Linked DNA regions of Siniperca chuatsi: region 2 is linked to region 1. Evidence: chromatin contacts called from public Hi-C data. All regions are on one chromosome and are shown on one strand. Each heading gives the region's core, a stretch centred on a gene start, on an enhancer-like site or on the middle of the called end of the contact. The rest is flanking DNA. Distances are from core to core; before and after follow the strand shown. Region 1 overlaps chka (choline kinase alpha). Region 2 holds the start of ldhd (probable D-lactate dehydrogenase, mitochondrial).

Evidence for each region. Hi-C and Micro-C count contacts between places; a contact is called where the count stands out from the background.
Region 2: a contact with region 1 is called in a Hi-C map of liver, with 2.5 times the contacts expected there. The contact joins the promoter of ldhd here to the enhancer-like site in region 1. A contact is called at or near these places in 2 of 3 Hi-C or Micro-C datasets (liver and skeletal muscle).

What each region holds. Positions count from the first base shown.
Region 1 is chrLG4:25,493,330-25,499,523 of ASM2008510v1, forward strand. It overlaps chka (choline kinase alpha), which reads right to left. Exons shown (of 11, transcript XM_044194306.1): 11 at 2,787-6,194. Among protein-coding and RNA genes, the nearest start is that of LOC122875326, 22 kb to the left of the region's middle. Within about 2 kb of position 2,377, the one cell type or tissue checked has an H3K27ac peak away from gene starts, as active enhancers do. A contact at or near this core is called in liver, where this site is marked.
Region 2 is chrLG4:25,577,350-25,583,543 of ASM2008510v1, forward strand. It overlaps ldhd (probable D-lactate dehydrogenase, mitochondrial), which reads left to right and starts at 3,364. Exons shown (of 11, transcript XM_044191994.1): 1 at 3,364-3,520; 2 at 4,398-4,510. The coding sequence starts at 3,428. fam169b (protein FAM169B) reads right to left here and starts at 1,822. Exons shown (of 9, transcript XM_044191996.1): 1 at 1,692-1,822; 2 at 754-897; 3 at 294-396; 4 at 134-219. The coding sequence starts at 879.

The sequences.
Region 1 (6,194 bases), core at 1,127-3,626:
TTGATGCTACACTGAGTAACTAGCTAACATCGCTAACAGTTATCTAATGCACTGAGGTGATTATCAAAATGATCAAAAACACTATACACAAAACATCTTGGGTATTGAGGAGCTGCAGTGTTTATTCATGGGCAAACTGTGACCTACACTGTACATTTACTGCCACTAGACAACATCACTGCTAACCTGTCCCTCTGCTCTGATCGTCAACACCTGTCTCCTCTGAGTGCAGTCACCATCACACACTCACTACGCACTGCCCTGTTCCTTAAAGGAGCCACGCTACTCTTATAACAAACAGGGAGGAAAAGTAAAGAAAGATGTGAGTAGATGAGGATGGGCTGTGAATGGGCTCAAATATTACCAAATTATTACTATAATATTACTAAATAGTTTTGCCTCTTTATTATTAAACTATTAGCACACTACTACTATGTTTTTTACCGAGCTGTAATGTAAAGTACTACCAGTATGACTAATACAGTCTGTATCTTATTTACCAAAAGCACGACTGCAGGCGGGTCACATAGATGTAAACAAGCAACTTGGCTGGGCAAAAACCCCCAGTTTACCATGCCAACTCTTTAGCCTCCCCACTACTCTTTGTCTCTCTGTTAACATTCCTCTACACTGCATTCTTGCCACCCTGTCTGTCTCTGTGTCAGCAGTGGGAACCAAGGCCTCAGCGTGACTCTGTGATATATATATATTGTTATATATATACATTGTTTACATGGGTCCCAACATAGAACTTCCTCAACGCTTTTACTGTATAAACTTCCAGTGTGATGGCAAATTTACTGACCACGACCGACTTTTCTGTCTTTCTCATGGATTTGCTAACAAATGGAAGGGAGCTGACACACAAACACACACACAGAAAGAAATTTTCCAGCCCTCCAAGCAGTGTTCAATGATCTCTGTCCCTTCCCCCAGTCTCTGCTTGCTGTGAGTTTGCAATCCTTTCAGTCCCAAACACACATGCAGTCACCCTCCTTCCCTCAGTTTTACTTCTTACCTTTGCCTCTTCTTGTCCCGCTTACCTTTATCTCACTACCCTTTCTACTTTATTGTCAACAGCAACAGGAATCTTTGGAGAACAAAAGGGGTGGGGGGGTGAACTATGCTCACTGACATTTTCCATACAAAAATCTAAGTTCATTGTTTAGGGTGAGGTAGCTTGACATTTCTCAATAGCCTGGCTGCCGCAGAACACTCTCTTTTTGCCTGAATGTGACCACATTTATGTAAAGATACTGTTGAAGAAAGCACCAACCCTATATCATACTGAAGTGTTATGCAATCCATTCCATTAATCCAATATTTCTTGGCTTGCTCTTATGTATACCACTTACTCTGATTACTACAGCAACTTGAACCTTCCACACACATTTTATAATGTCAGGTTTTACATTTTAAAACCACTGCTCAAGTGAAAACCAGGGTGTACTTTACACTTAAATGTGTTTTTGTAGATTGGGAATGTAGTCATTTAGTTAAAGCTGCACTTTTTGGCCACTAGGGGGCAGAAAAACATCAAAACAAGCTGACAAACAGCAACCACCATATCACCAGCTTATCAAGTAGTTGTAGTTAACATATGAGCATACCTGGCAACACTCCCGTTTTTCCCGGGTTGTAGTTGCTCTATTAGGTAGATGTTGACTTAAGGAGAAATATGTTTTGGAATAATGTTTTCTTGAATAACAGGTGTCTCAGCCCACCACAGTCAGCTGTGGTGGTTGCTGAGTGCCCACCCTTGATCCAGGTTTATTCCCCTTTGTCCTGATTTGATTTTCTGACTTTAGCACCTTACAATCTATGAATCATTGTCAGACGTGGCTGCACTATGGAGCTAATAAATATTTTATCTTAATTAATTTTGAAGTGCTGTGAAGCAACAGTGTATCATGGTTATTTGATTTGTGAATATCCTCATTGGGCAAAGTGCAAAGCCAACCACTGATAAATGCTCTAAAGAGAGAAACCATAAACACCATAATATAAACCAGACACGTGTAAACTGTTTTTACTTTGTTGTACACACTTTATTTGATCTACTGTTGGCAGTATCGTAGAGCCATGACACTACAAAAAGTAAAGGAGCACAACTTACACTGGTTAGCAAATGAGCTCAGCTGGATGTGTGTTATTTTCTAATTATCTAAAAGAAAAACAGGACTGAAGCAGGACTGTGAGTGTGAATCACACAGATGGTTTATTGTCTTGATTTTCAAAAATAAAATTTGGTCTACGCAGCAAACCCTCATTTAAAAGAATATATAATTTGATAAACTGAAGCTGTGCTGTCAAACTGCAAAGCTTCTGCAAAGTCTCAGACAGAACAATGTGAAAGGATACTGTTTGGCAACAGTGTGACGTTGGCTAAGGTGATCTGACCGTTGCGTATGGATAGTGCAGTTGGCTGCAGCTTCACTCCACCAGGCCAAGTCTGACTCATCGCTGCTCTCACTGCAGCATTCCACTGTCTCACTCATCACAGTGTCCATTATCTCAATGAGCATTCCACATACAATCTGTATTGACTGCCTTGCTGTGTACATCAGCGCTGTCCTTATCTCAGCGCAAACTCTCAGCTACATTTAAGCAGGAAGTTTGTAGAGATGCATGTCTGAACAGAAAAACTTAGAGAATGTGAGAATACCAGTTTCAAAGTAAATAAGCAGCCATTTACTCAGTCACCATGGTTTGTTTGTTTGACCTGTCTCACTGGGTGTCTATATTTAGCATGAATACATGTCCAAACAAAAGAAACCACTGGCCAGTCAGTTGTTTTCTCTTTAATTTTCATTTGTGCAAAGCAAAAAAGTAAATTTACAGCAGTTCACTCGAAACCTTTTCAATTACAAAGTATATATGAGTACATATACATTCAGTGTAGCTGCATAGATAGCAAATATTATCACTGTGAGTCACATGATAGTGTAGTTGTGGGTGCTATCACAGAGCACAATGTGTTTTTTAACAAAAAAAATAAGTGAATTACATTAACACAATGTACAGTATCAAGAATGATAAGTTTGTCATTCTTTATATTTGGATAATTTGGATTTTAGCATGACCCTCTATATTTTAGTTAGTGATTATTACAAACATGAAATTACAAGTATAAACAGATGTGAGGGTGTTTGTTAGTTCACTACTGGGAACAAATTACAATTTTATTGGAAGAACCAATTAAATCAAAATTTTAGTGTTTAGTGTACATGATACTGAAGGTGAAATAATTATGGAATGTACTGTAGTTACAGATCCCGGTGTCCATTTTTTCTATAACAAATATAAAAAAATCATGGAAAAGGACATAAGAATTGAGATAGAAAAAGCATGTAGTGAAAGGTCAGGGCAAATGATGCATTTCAAAAATGAAAGACAAAATTAATACAAATTCAGGTTAGGTAGAAGAGCCACTGAATGGTATTGAAAGAAAGAATATGTGCTAAAGTAAATACTACTGCCTCAGGAAGGATGTACCAGTAACCTTTTAAATTTTATTCAGTATAATCCACTGCACATTATGCTGGTGCATCCCTAGTCCCATTGTATCTCAAAATAAATTTAAAACTATACATTAAGCACATTCCAAAGGAAATATAACAATGAAATTCACTTTCATGTAAAATAAAACTAACATTTCAACAACTTAGAGTCACAGTTCAACAACATGCAAATGTTTAAACATGAAAATACACAAGTACATACATTGTTTTTCTTTCTCGGGTCCTCAGATCAAAAGTGCCACAGTAGACATTCAAACACCTCTGGATGGTTCCAGTATCAGGTGACTGGTGTAGGGGTCAGTTTAGTTTTATGATCCAGTTCAGCTATGTGTTCACTGTATATCACTGTGTAGCTATTCTCACAAGAAGTATGAGGTAATACCTTCTGTACACTTCACAATAGTCACATATTCAATTTGGTGGCTTCGACTTAGCTCACAGGTAAACAGGGATGTATAAATCAGCTACAGCTTAACAGGAATGAACATGGAAATGCACATCAGCCTTTATGGTGGCTGCACAGCTTTCATTTGTAGCAGCACAGTCACACAGTACAGTTAAAGGTGTGTTTTTAAGCTACATTTCTTCATGTATCTTTCCACAGTAACTATGAATTATACATTTTGTGGCAAACAAGGATCAAATAAAGTGTTTCCAAGCAGTATTGTAACTCGGCATAGCAGGCCCGTCGAGCTTTGGATTTCTCCACATATTCTGCATGAGGTTGTACTAAGAGTGATACTCAGCATTTAAAAAAACATTTTTTTCTTTTAGTCTTTTCAAAACCAGAAATACAAGAGCAAAAGTGTTAGGAATGCATTAAACAGTGTCACTGTCTAAACAGCAATTGTTAGCATGTCCAGCTAACTAGCTTACTACCTAACTTACACTGGTAACGAAGCCTTACTTCCAAGGCAATAGAGCATATCATTAGCTAAATACATTAGCTTGTGGGGTTACATAAAAAAAGAATACTTCACAACTAGCACATCAACTGTGTAGTATTTCCCCACTGTTCGGAAGCTGATCTTGGATGCTATCAGAGTTTTGCGTTAGCGGCTCTGTCCTGCTCTTGTTGGATTTGGGGAAGCAACACTCCCAACTCCATGTCCCATTACCAAATGAAGCGTTGCATTTGCCAAACACATCATCATTTTCTTTCTTAACATTAAAAGTTATACTGTTTGAAAATACGAACAAATATATAAGATAAGCAGCCAAACAAATTAATGTTAGAAAGAAAAACTTATCTTATATTTTTACTTCATACTATCATACTTACAATACTAGGACTAACTGGCTCAACTCTGCAATACAATAACAATGCTGCTCATTTATTTCTTCTTATACATGGATCATTAACTTGTGAAGATGCTGACTTTTTGCCTGGGGTATTTGGCTTTAGATTCATATCATGTATGTAGTATGGTGATATCATGTATGTAGTCATCAAGTGCATATTTAAGACCCCTTTTTTCAGGAGTTCTTGTATTAAACAAGTTAATTGGAAACATTAAAAAGACAGCCGGAGACATCATTTTCAAAGAACTCATGGCGCTTACGTTAGCTTAACTAGCTAGCCACAGCTGATAAAATCTGCTAGTGACAGTTGTCATTACCATCATCTACCACTGTCTGACATTAAGGACCCATTGTTTAAAAAAAAAATACAAAAAAAATAAATGAAAAGCTTGAAAGGGGTAGCAACACTAAATGAGGGGTTGGGCTTAGCGAAAGGTTAAGTTTAGTCTGTTCTTCACTGGGTACTGCACCCTTCCAATATGGCAAACATGATGGGGGGGAAAAAAAAAATTGAAAATGATTTCTAGTATGGAAAGCTTTGCTGTAATTGTTATAGCAAGTCTAATAGGCACCGCTACACTAGCGGTGAGCTGAAAAGCTAGCTTGTGGTCACTTGTATCAATTAGAGTGGAAGGAGGAATGCTAATCATGCCAACAAACTTTTGACCAAAATGAGAGGGGTGAAAATAAACAAAAAGTTTAAATATCCAGGTCTCATTTAAAGTGAAGGCTGTCTTGGCAGCATATGACGAATATGTGTCTCTGTGTACAATAGCATAGTTCTTGAGTGTTTGGTGCACTTACAATGACTTGATGGAGTGAGGTAGAATTGAGCATGTCTCAGGATGTTTGGATGAGAGACAGCAGGACAAATTAGTCATAGTAATCACTCTGACCATCTCTTATTTTAAACAATTATCCCACTGCATAGCAGAAAGCCTAAAAGCTGAACCTATGAGGTAAGCCTGATGCACACAGGGCACAGTGCTTCACTGTTCCAGTGCTGAATTCCTTTGTTAAAAGTGCATTAAGTAAGACTTTCACCACGCTAGAGCAGACAATGGCCATAATATGTGGCCAGTGTGTGTGTGGGTTTGACAAGGTGATTAACACCAATGACTCAGCTCTCAGTAGCAGAAAGGTCTTGTTCAAGCCATATTTTACTAAATACCCCTTTATCAAAATTACTGTACAGCTGTCCAGCTACAATTTAATTAAATAAGTAATCTATGCAAAATTCAGCTGTGCAGTATGATGAGGCAACTTGGCAGTAGGCACTTGCACCAAAAAACCAGTGACATCACCAAAGAATCCATTACCACAATATGGAACCATTGCCATGTGTACTGTGTGATGCTTTCTTCAATGCAG
Region 2 (6,194 bases), core at 2,114-4,613, 85 kb after region 1:
ATCTGTTTATCACTGTGTTGTAGTGACGCTGACATACAAAAAGATGTACAAAGGCATATTTTAAAAGTGCAATGAGATAACTTGTGTTATTAACTGGCACTATATAAATAAAATTGAATTGAATTGAAATTACCAACATCAAGCCATTTCTGGATTTGCTGGATGTTCTTAAGACGTCATCCACACACCACCACTTCTCATGCAGGTATAAAGCCACCACTGGAAGGTAGAGCAGAAAGCATCAGTGTTTTTCTTACGTGTGTCTGATGAAGGCAGTGTGTTTAGTTCCAAACCTTGTGTTGGATCATCAGGAGGGTGAAGCGCCAGCAATATACAGTCAGGTTGGTCATCTTCAAACAGCTGCAACCGCCTTACATTGTTTGCTGTTATCGCTACCTGACCAGACAGGAAGACGACTTCATGCATCTTTATCTACACTCTCTGACCTGAAGACACCAGTGTATCAACAAACACACTTTTTTGAAAAACATACTTTTCTTTGTCTAATGTCAAACAAAATTGTTATACTTAAAAGAAAACATTTCAGGAGCAATCAACAAAACCAGTGTCAAGGATGTTTACAAATATTTGCAACTTCACCATGCTCCCATTTTTTTTTTTTTACCAGTAATTAAATTAAGAGGAAATTAAGAGGTGAATATTATGGATATTTCAGCCTATACTCCATTTGAGATGGTAAAAACCATCATCATCATCATTATGAAAGTGGAGACATTACAAGTGTTATGGTACCTTTGACGTCTGTGATGATTGAAACCACTCATTATTAGGAGGTTTTGACTCCAAAGAAGAGAGGTACTGTTCAGATGCTGATGTCAGGTCAGTGTCATCCACAGCAGGAAGGTCTACAGGGTACATGGCCTCTCAAAGGGACAGCTGTTTAAGGGGTAGTTACACATTTACAACGGTTTAAAAACATTAACAAACAACAAATATGTCCCTTGACTTTATGGATGTAATGACACCAGTAGTAATTAGGGTAACTGCTTGTATTCTGTCCAGTTTTCTCGTACAGAGCAAATGTCCTTCCACCAGACTAAGTTAAAAATTCTGGCAGTTTAAAGTTGCCTTTCTTGTGCAGACACAGAATATCAAGTAGAAGATGACTAATGATCTTTGGCAAGCTGTTAGTTCCTTATGGTAAGATCGGTACATAAGTTAATTAACGCAGGTGAACCTGCTTGTAGCTTAACATTAACTTTCAGGTCACAGTTCGCCATCCACCCATTATGTCGGTGGCTGTGTGGATGGTAGTGTTTCAATTAAAAATTATTTCAAGTTATGGGAATAAAAACACTTGAGTGTATTAGAAAGCAATACTTGAATTTGAAAAGCTACTATTGGTGATTCAGAGTGACATCGTGACGTCCTTAAGCGAGTTCACGGGCACGGCAGCATTAAATTGACAGATCTGTTCATACCCACTATGACTGATATGCTGTGAACTGCACTTTGAGCTGCTAACTTAGCAATGCTAACAAAAACAACATGTAAGGACAATTCACATAAAGCCTCGCAGAACGATTTTATAACAAATGTTGTGGTAAGGCGTCACAGCTAATTAACTTACTTTACGCCTGAATAAGTTATGGTGTAGTAGAGTAATATACGTTGACAGGAGACGCTTCCAGCCCCACCTGTAACTTCCCTAAATTTCACTTTGAACCCACCTTGTTTTGTTTTGTTTTTTTTGGCTTGCAGCGACACCCTCTGATAGGACAGAAGCTTTGCCTCACTTCGTCCAAGCAAACTCCATCAAGTTCGCCGGCATTAGCGAGGACATGACCGGAAACGCATGAGGTGGACTTCAGAATAAGTACAAAAGTTTTCCTGAAAAAGTAAACATTGGAATATACAGACATCCAAATCTTCTGGTATGACAAAGTTAATGTCCAATTATTTCCTTCAAAAACTTCCAAACCCACTTTAACTGCATTTTGTGGGTAATGCAATGTAATGACATGTATGCATCAATAAATGAAAAATAAATATAATATAATATATACATATAATAATAAGTTTAGTTGAGGATAACCTAAATATCAGCTTAAAGGGCCTTGGTCCTAAATCTTTCCTGATGTGAGTTTTGCTTCATTATAAAGTTTTTGTTACTCTCTACATACAAACATACACTCTTAAAGATCACCTCCAGACACGTTTTAAGATACAGATGAATATAAAAATGCACAGCTTGGAACAGTAATTTGTGTCTGATAAAAAAAAAGTCTGACAAAAATGTTCAATCACCTAGTTAAAAATTCTTACAATTACATCTCTCATTGAAAAATCCAGAATCTATGAATATGCAAAATGTTTTAAATTTAAAAGATCAACTGTTGGACACAAGATGTCTCTTATTTCACTGAAAAGCAATGAAAAGTGATCCACAGTTTAGTCCACATTGATTTCTGTTGTGCTGACTGTGTGAAACGTTTTGAACAAGTGAATTCAGTATTGAGAAACGTGTGTTAGCAATTGTAAAAAAAAGAAGAAGACTTAAGTCTTTTTGACACGACAATAGCAGTAATCTAACATGCTAGAAATGAATGCAAATTGATCATTGTCTTTCAAAATCAGGAAATATGCATCATCAGTGCAACGTTTAACCGGACTGTGAGGTACTTAATTATAAAGTATTATAAATGTGACAGTAAAGCATTTTTGTATAATTGTTTGTAATTGTGCTTTATGCTTTCCAAACTTAACACTCATCTTTTCGCCTTAAGTTTGCGCTTATTCTTGATTACCTTCTACCTGTTTCCATTACCCTGCCGACAGGTCGCTCTCAGTCTCAATGAATCTATTAAGCCCAGTACTTATAGTCCATGTTTGTCCTGCCGACGACAATATTGTAAACTTTCTAAAAAACACTGCATCTCTTTAACATTGTTTGTGTCCCACAAGCACAGTTGCGTGTGTCTCTCTCTCTCACTCAGGCTCCTCTGTGCTGGACCATCGGCCGTCCCGGGATCCCTGGCTGTCGGTTTGGATCTGGATCTTCGTTCTCCATGAGATTCAGCCTGTCCTCTAGTCTCTGTCTCTCCCTCTGTGTTTGTCTATTCCTTTCTCCTACCTGTGTGAATGGTGTGCTTGAGTTTTGCCTCTTGTGTGTTTGTGTAGTCTGTCCTCTTCCAGGTCTCCATGGTGGAGACCCTTGAGGCAAATTTGTGATTTGTGATATTGTACTATAAAAATAAAACTGACTTGACTTGGCTTTACAGGTTTTTTACAATTGCTAAGTCACATTTCTCTATGAAAAAATGAGAACCTATAGAGAAATGTGACTTAGCAATTGTAAAAATTGTAATTCTTTGGTAGTTGTAATTAATTTTGAAAATAATTTACCGGAAGTCGTGTATTTGTCATGCCCCAGATTCAGTGACATTAGTCCGGTGCAGGGTAAATAATGTTGTTTGGCTTGACACTGAGCCGTAGGCTGCTGTCTCATCGGCACTGCGTCCTGCAGTGTCGCAACATTAAATCAGAAAACACAGTCAGAGTAAGTGCTTTTTTTTAAATAGTTACACTTTATCGTTTAATTTCAATGCATTGTAAGAGGTCACGTGTTTAGCGAACGTAAAATTCATACGTAACACCACCAGGTCGAAGGTTTGGTGTGTTTGGTGCTAGCGTTAATAAAGCCAATAACATAATAACAGCCCAGTAACGTTAACATAGCTAATATAGCACGCAATGTAGTAACATTGTGGACATAAGATACCTATTAACCTATCTGTTGTTCCATATACCTTTAATTAATTACCTTTAATTAACTTACAGACTTTCGACTAAGGCTAGATTATAAATGATAAAACTGAACAGTAACGTTAATGTAACATAGCTGAGTTGTATTTTAGGGGTATTGGGTTAATGTTAGCTTTATGCAACCTTATTTAGCTAGGCTATATATTGTGGTAGCTACAATATATGTGTGGTACTGTGCTCGTAACTTCTGAAAAGTACTACCCCCGAGCAGGGGGGTAAAATAATGTCCCCGGAACTTAATTTAGACCCTGGTCCCTGCAGTGGATGTCTGTAAAACTTTTACGATGCTGTCTAGGGGAAAAAAGCTTCATTCATAACCTCCCGGGATTCAGTGGCTCTTACTTTTAAATAATTGTTGGCCTAGCCAGGTGCTTTTGTTGATAAGCCTAGACATATTAAATTGACAGAGTTGAATGGGATTTGACACATTGTTCTCTTTACATAAGAGAGAAAACATAACATGTAAAGGCCAGTTTTCAGTGTAGCCTGCTGTTAAATTCAAGTGAACGATGTTATATTTCTAACATTTATTTATGTACTTTTCCTCCCACTCTCTTGTGATTCACTCTCCTTCGCTGTGTGTAATCATTTGTGTTTGTGTGTCTGCACAGAGTGCTGCTCTGGACAGCGTGCTCTCTGCATTCAGGTCTATATGTGGTGAGGATGGCGTCTTTTTGGGTGAAGCCGTCAGAGAGCAGCACGGCAAAGATGAGTCTGTCCACAGGTCAGTCTCTCTCTCTCACTCTCTCACAGACACACACATAATATTGCATGGTAATGGTGTTTTCAATACTTTGCAAATGTTTTAAAAACTGCATTTTATCCCAAAATAACACAGTAACAAGCTGTGCGACAGTAAACAAATAGGAAATGATACCAGTGGTTCAAGGACAGAAAAACCTGGCTTAAAAATATCCAGACGGCAGGTGAGGGACACTACAAAGTAGCATCAGTACATCCATACTGTGCCAGTGAGGCCTTGAGAAAGCTAGAGAAGCTCAAATGTGCATATTAGGAGAAAAAAGAAATTCGTTTTCAGCACACACACATATAGATAGGTTTTAAACAAGACCAGAGTGCCACTTAGCACCTGAGCTGCAGGATGTATGCTCAGGTTACTTTCTCACCTACACACAGCAGGCCAATCACGGTGTGAAGTGGGTGTCAGTGTTGGGTTGTTGGCTTCAGAAAGTTGCAGAAATGGTCAGACACAGCCCCCCCGATCTGACGACGGAAAGGTGTAGGAGGAGGGGGTTTCTGAAACTATTAGACAATCCGACAATCAGTTTGGCAGCTTAAGTCCAATAGTCACGCTCTTTTAGGCTCACTCTGTTTAGTACTCCACCAACTCCTTAAAAAAATATCAGGCTCTTTAGCTGCTAAATGCTCCACTATGTTCACCAGCTAGTTGCTAACTTTGTCTGTCTGCCATTTGGTTCTGGGCAGGTAGTGTACAGGGAGTTTATCAGAGCTTTTTTGCTGATAAGCAGCTGCCTGCTGTGGTTGGAAACGAGGTTAATGAGAGCTGAGTTGTGAGCCGGAAAACCAAAACAATGGGTCTCATTCACAAAACTTTTCTTAAATTCTTCTTACTTTTGCTTTTGAGAAAAGTGCCCACGAAAAATCTACTTGGGATCCATGAATCATGCGCAGCCCCTCGATTTTGTGCATGCCCCAGGTGTATCAGATGGTGAGTCCCAATTGTTTCTAAATTCGATGCACATGCCTGTTTGTGTTAATTAGCATAGGTAGACGACCAGACAACCCCATAAATGGCATTGAGACATGCGGCTCGTGTGCAAAGGAGAGAAGAATATAGTCCACATTTTGGTGTGAAGAATATATTTAGTAGGCCTTAAAAACAAGTCCTGATGAAGATGGCTTTGTCCGCCGAAACGTAGATTTTATAGCCTAATAAATATATTTCTTGCATCAGAGTTTAGAGTGTGGCTATCAGGCAAGCACCCCATTAATCCAGGTTTAGTAGTAGTTTTCTCTACTACTGCAAATATAGAAGAAACCATGACGATAAACTTTTCAGGCTATGAGATATTAGTGTTATTGTCGGAAGTGACTGTAAAATATCCAACTTTCAAAAGCGTAAGCACTAAGCAGTGAGAGCTAGGAGCAGATATATATATATATATATATATATATATATATATATATATATATATATATATATATATATATATATATATATATATATATATATATAAATTACAGCAGACAGAGACACGCACCTTGGATGAAGTCAAAAAGCAATTGTTTGACATAAAATTTGAATCCAAAAAGCATAAATCATACTACGGATTATAATGGCGTAGGGTGGCCGCCAGATGTGGAGCAGTGAAATATCAAAAGGATTGGGGGAATAGCCTAGACCGCGGTGTCAGGTGTCCAGTCAG